Linked DNA regions of Macaca mulatta: region 2 is linked to region 1. Evidence: chromatin contacts called from public Hi-C data. All regions are on one chromosome and are shown on one strand. Each heading gives the region's core, a stretch centred on a gene start, on an enhancer-like site or on the middle of the called end of the contact. The rest is flanking DNA. Distances are from core to core; before and after follow the strand shown. Region 1 holds the start of IFNAR1 (interferon alpha and beta receptor subunit 1). Region 2 holds the start of IFNAR2 (interferon alpha and beta receptor subunit 2).

Region 1 (2,813 bases), core at 309-2,808:
GTTTGCCAGAACTTTTGGGCAGCAGGAAATGGACATTTTAATTTAAACAGACAGAGTCGTTTGAAAGGCTTTTAAAATGATTTTGTAATCGCAACCAGGAATTTTTCCTCTTCCATTTGGCCTGTCTTCATGGGGTGCTTTTCCACCTTTGACGTTGTTAAAACGAAGTACTGACACACTCAGAATCAAACCCCCAAATCGATGAATCATAAAGTAATAATTCAAGGTTTTTAAAACGATACCTACAACTGGATAGATTGCCTAAAAATCATTATTCACTTAAACTGGGTTACTTTAATGATACGTAAATTATACCTCTTTAAAACAGGCATATTTCCCCTGGGCGTGGTGGCTCAAGCCTGCAATCCCAGCACTTTGGGAGGCGGAGGCGGACGGATCACTTGAGGTCAGGAGTTCCAGACCAGCCTGGGTAACACAGCGGAAACCCCATCTCTACTAAATACAAAAACTAGCCAGGCGTAATAGCGCACCGCTGTAATCTCAGCTACTCCGGAGGCTGAGGCAGGAGAATCGCTTGAACCCGGAAGGCAGAGGTTGCTGTGAGCCGAGATCGCGTCACTGCACTCCAGCCCGGGCGAGACAGCAAGACTCCGACTCAAAAAAAAAAAAAAAAGAAAAAAAAAAAAAAATTCCATTGTATTGTTCTTTACAAACATTCATTTAATTATGTAACCGCTAATTAATTGCTTGGTTGTTATAATAACCAATTATTTGATTATCTCATCATTTAAATTTTATTTTGCATATTTTCACAATGCACTTGATCTATTACTGAGTAATTTAATTAAATAATCATTCGAACGGTGGGCTCGAATTGTTTACGGATAAAGCTCGACGACCAAAGCCTAGCGACCGCTGTTCTGGAGCCCCTCGGCCCAGGGCCCGTGGCGGTTCTCTCCAAGGGACCATCTCGCCCCTCAGCCAAGTCGCCCCGAAAATGAGTGCCTCTGCCCCGCTCTGGTCTGCACACAGGAACAGTCTGGTCGCTCAGCCACTTCCTCCTTCCAGCCTCATCTGGTTCCCAGGCCGCTGGGGACTCCCAACGCCACTATCCAAGGCTCTAGGGTCAGCAAGCGCTCCGAGCGGAGAAGGGCAAGGACGAAGAGCGCACGGCCATGACCCGGACCCCACCCACGCCCTCCGACTGCAGACATGGGGAAGACACGCAGGAACTCCAAAGTCGCTGGGTCTGCGCACGTGTGTGCCGCGATCCTGTGAAGGTCAAGGCCTCCCGTGAGACGGGGTCTTCCTGGAATGCGATGGTGACCTGCGCCAGATCGGCCGCTGGCCGGAAAGAGTTTGGAAGAAGACAAGGCAGGAGGCCTACCATTTCTAAGGCGCTCGTGCACAGGCGTGGCGCAACTAGAGGGGGCAATGGGAGCTTGCAGAGGAGGTGCTAGCTAGGAGGAAAGGCGCGTGCGCGGAGGAATGGCGCGTGCGCGGAGAGGCGGTGCGAGCCATGGGGAAAAGCGCGTGCGCAGAGGGGCGATGAGAGCTAGGAGGGGCAGCGCGTGCGCAGAGGAGCGGTGTGGCTTAGGAGGGGGCAATGTAAGCTAAGAGGGGTGTTGCGTTCGCGGAGATGTGAGTGGTGGGACCTCCGGCGGCTCCCATATGATGGTCACCCTCCTGGGCGCGACGACCCTAGTGCTGGTCACCTTGGCGCCATGGGTGTTGTCCGCAGCCGCAGGTGAGAGGCCGGGAGGAGAATCTCGGCGCAGGGCCGGAGGTAGGGCGCGCAGCTGGGCTACCGGGGCGGCGATGGTGTTGGGGGCGACAGACCCCCAACCCTCGATCCTCTTTGCCGCGGCAAAGATTAAACCCGACTTGGGCTCGAAAATCAATCAGGAGAAAGTGGTGTTCTGGGTCCTCTGTCGCCGCTTGCCTGTGACGCGTGTACCGGTCCTTGGGCGCGCCCGGGTCCCCATCCCCGTGAAGTGGCAGTGCCAGAGCCTTGTGTCGAGTTTGCTTCTTTCCGGGAAAGTACTGCGGCTCAGCTGGCCTGTTTGATAATAAACAAAACATTTCCCGAAATGCATTTCCTCAATCTGGTAAAAACTAGGCGGCCAGTCCCACGGGGGAGTGAGCTAAGCGTGACCAGGATTTCTCTGCCCTCAGGATTCATACAGGCCAATAAGAAATGACAATCGGAGTGACTGAGGCATAATTCTCAGTCCTCGAGGTTTACTAATCCTGCTTCAGGGCGCATCCGAGAAAAACATGAGCCACAGACACATCTGTGACTGGTTTTCCAGAGGTTTTCAGGAGGTGGGGCAGTGAGGCAGTGAGGCAGATAGTTCTGTGACACTTCAGATAGTGCCCAAGAAATCTGTATTTTAAGATACCATGAGTGTGTTGAAGAGAAAAAGAGTAAAGGGAGTCCGTTATGCAGATGCCTCTGAGTAGGTGGAGTCTTGCCTTTGTTTTGCACCTGAGAAGATAAGCTTGTAATTGACACTGTCAGTGTGGAAGGCCTGAATTAGTTTTTCAGGTTAACTTTGGAATGCCATTTGTTGAGAGGAGGGGTCCGTTCAGATGGTTGGGGGGCTTAGAATTTTATTTTTGGTTTACATAACTACCTACTTTTTCCCCAAAGAGATAATCATGTTCAAAACTCAATGAAATGTTTTCTCAATGAGATAGTAATATTGCTCAGTCTTTCAGAAGTCATAAAAATATTCACACTTTTTAAACTAGTAAATGCAATTCTAGGACCCAGGACTAAGAAAACTGTCCAAAATATGGAGACGTTTTTATTTATACTTTTTTTTGTTTTGTTTTGAGAAGACAGCCTG
Region 2 (2,700 bases), core at 196-2,695, 100 kb before region 1:
TTGTTTGTTTATTTTGAGACGGAGTGCAGTGGAGCGATACCCGCTCACTGCAAGCTCCGCCTCCTGGGTTCCCGCTATTTTCCCGCCTCAGCCTCGCGAGTAGCTGGGACTACAGGCGCCCGCCACCACGCCCGGCTAATTTTGTTTTTTGTGTATTTTTAGTAGAGACAGGGTTTCACCGTGTTAGCCAGGACTGCATTTGTTTTTTAAAAATCTTTTTCCTAATGATATAAGTAAGGACATTTACTGTAGAATGTTTGGAAAGGAAACAAAATAAATATCATCTACTATCATCCAATCTGCAATAAGTCATAGTTAAGGTTTTGATATAGTTTTATTTTTAATATATATGTTTATATAAAAGAGTCCATGCGGCACATGAAAATAAGTATTGGATTTCCCCCATTTTCAGAGGCTGTATCTGTAAATTCTCTAAAACTGTGGCTGAAAATATTTTCAACGTTGAATGTCTTTTATAAGAAATAGGATCCTAGATGAGTTCCCTTCAGATCGTTTAGGGCTGGTGGGAATTCTGCCAAGGGTCACATGAAAGGCAGGACTGTGACATCCTCTTTATGATCACCCTTGTGCCTAGCCTTAAAGGAGTATCAGCAAATGTTGGTTGACTTCATAGATGAAAAGGCTCATTTTTCCCATCTACAAAAAGTATGAAACATCCTCCTTCTCCCTTTCATAGGAGGCCAGAAAGCTGAGCGTGAGATTAAATACTCAGTTAAAATAATTTAGGTGGTTAGTGTATTTTTTTCCTTCTCCTCCAAAAACATATTAACATTTCCATTTTAGTAGCTGTAATGTTTAGAATATACATACATTTTACTTGAAAGCTGCCACATAGTCTATTTTGGTTTGGGGTTTTTTTGTTTGTTTTTTCGTTGTTGTTTTTTTTTTTTTTTTTTTTTTTTTTTTTTTTTTTGAGACAGAGTTTCGCTCTTGTCGCCCAGGCTGGAGTGCAATGGAGCAATCTCAACTCACTGCAACCTCCACCTCCCAGGTTCAAGCGATTCTCCTGCCTCAGGCTCCCAAGTAACGGGGATTACAGGCGCCTGCCACCACGCCCGGCTAATTTTTGTACTTTTAGTACAGATGGGGTTTCATCATGTTGGTCAGGCTGGATCTTGAACTCCTGACCTCAGATGGTCCATCTGCCTCGGCCTTCCACTGTGCTGAGATAACAGGTGTGAGCCACCGCGTCCGGCCTCATAGTCTATTTTAGAAGCTGACAGGCTGCAAATAACAGGTAGACAAATTAATGAAGAATATCCGTCTTTCTGCCTATCCCGAAACACGTTGATCAGTGGGGGGTCGAGGGAAGGGTAGGAGTATGCAGGAGAGACCCGCGGAGAAGAGGGGAGAATCTACAACGGATAATGTTGTAGATATTTACAACATTTACTCAATGGTAGGTATTTTTATCCTCGTTTTATTGGTTGGAGAATTATATCATGGAGGTTTATATAACTAACAAGTGGGGGAGCCAGGAGAGAACACATTCACTCTTTAGTTGATTCATTCATTCATTCAGTCAACACATTTTTGGGAGTCTTCAAAATGCCAGACACTATTCTATCCCCCAAGGACGCTTCAGTAAACAAAACAGCCCCGAATTCTTCCCCTATGGAGCTTTTTCGGCGAAGAGGGGATTGGTTAGGAGCTCACAATCGGCAGCAGATGCTTGTAAATAACCCGACTTTTTTGCATTCTCCTGCCGTGCCCCCGGCCCGGCCTCCGCCTCCGGCCCTGTTCCAGCCCCGCCCCCGGCCCAGGCCCCGCCCCCGACTTCGGCCCTGTCCCCGGCTCTGGCCCCGCCCACGACTCCCGCCCAGTCCCCGGCGCCGGCACGCCGCCTGCGCTCCCGGAGCGCTACTCGTAGGACGGCGCTCGGCGCGCGCACTCACACTAAAGACGTTTCTTCCCGGCGGGGAGCAATCCCGCCGGCGAGCAGGAATCCCGCCGGCGAGCCGAACAGCTCCCCGAGCGCAGTCCGCGGACCGCCACCCGGCCAGGGCCGCTTTTGTCCCCCACCCGCCGCCTCTGTCCGAGAGGCCGCCTGCGGGGCGCATCCCGACCGCGAGCGTCCGGTCCCAGAGTCGGGTGTGGCTGGGGCCCGAGGCTGGCATCTCTCGGGAGCCGCAAGGCGAGAGCTGCAAAGGTAACGCGGCATGGCGGGGACGTGGGAGCGGAGCGCGTGGCCAGCTGACTGGAGGGAAAACGCCGCCTCCCTGCAGCAGTTCCCGGAATCCCCTCCGGTTCCCTTTCGCTCTCCCGGACTCCTCCTCCTCCTCCTCCTCCCCTCCCTTCGCGTCCTGAGGACGCGGCTCGTGCGCCCTTCCTGTCTCCCGGGGCCCCACCTGCGACCCCAGGATCCCTCCCGGGCCCTGCCCTGCGCCCTCCACGCGTCGCCCCTGCTGGGAGTTCGCTTTCGTTGCGCCCCTCCACGTCCCACCCCGCCCCACCAAGGATGCCCAGAACACCGGACACTTGACACTGCAAGATGTGAGTCGTTGCTAAGTCTGAGGGTCACATTCCTCCAGGTCCACCCCGCCTTGCAAAACCGGCTCACCAGCCCAGTGCTCAGGTTTGGGATCTCCAGCCCGCCCCCTTGAGGTCCCCTGGGATTAGCGCCCCTTCGACCTGCGTCGTGGTCACCGACGGCACCGGGGCTGGAGTGGCCTACGCCCC

Evidence for each region. Hi-C and Micro-C count contacts between places; a contact is called where the count stands out from the background.
Region 2: a Hi-C map of cortical neurons shows a contact between it and region 1, with 2.8 times the contacts expected there. The contact joins the promoter of IFNAR2 here to the promoter of IFNAR1 in region 1. A contact is called at or near these places in 3 of 14 Hi-C or Micro-C datasets (cortical neurons, fetal cortex germinal zone and liver).

What each region holds. Positions count from the first base shown.
Region 1 is chr3:14,059,229-14,062,041 of T2T-MMU8v2.0, reverse strand. It overlaps IFNAR1 (interferon alpha and beta receptor subunit 1), which reads left to right and starts at 1,558. Exons shown (of 11, transcript NM_001266513.2): 1 at 1,558-1,708. The coding sequence starts at 1,633. It overlaps LOC144339665 (a long non-coding RNA gene), which reads right to left and starts at 653. Exons shown (of 2, transcript XR_013414935.1): 1 at 316-653.
Region 2 is chr3:14,160,793-14,163,492 of T2T-MMU8v2.0, reverse strand. IFNAR2 (interferon alpha and beta receptor subunit 2) reads left to right here and starts at 1,445. Exons shown (of 7, transcript XM_077995813.1): 1 at 1,445-2,170. The coding sequence starts at 1,570.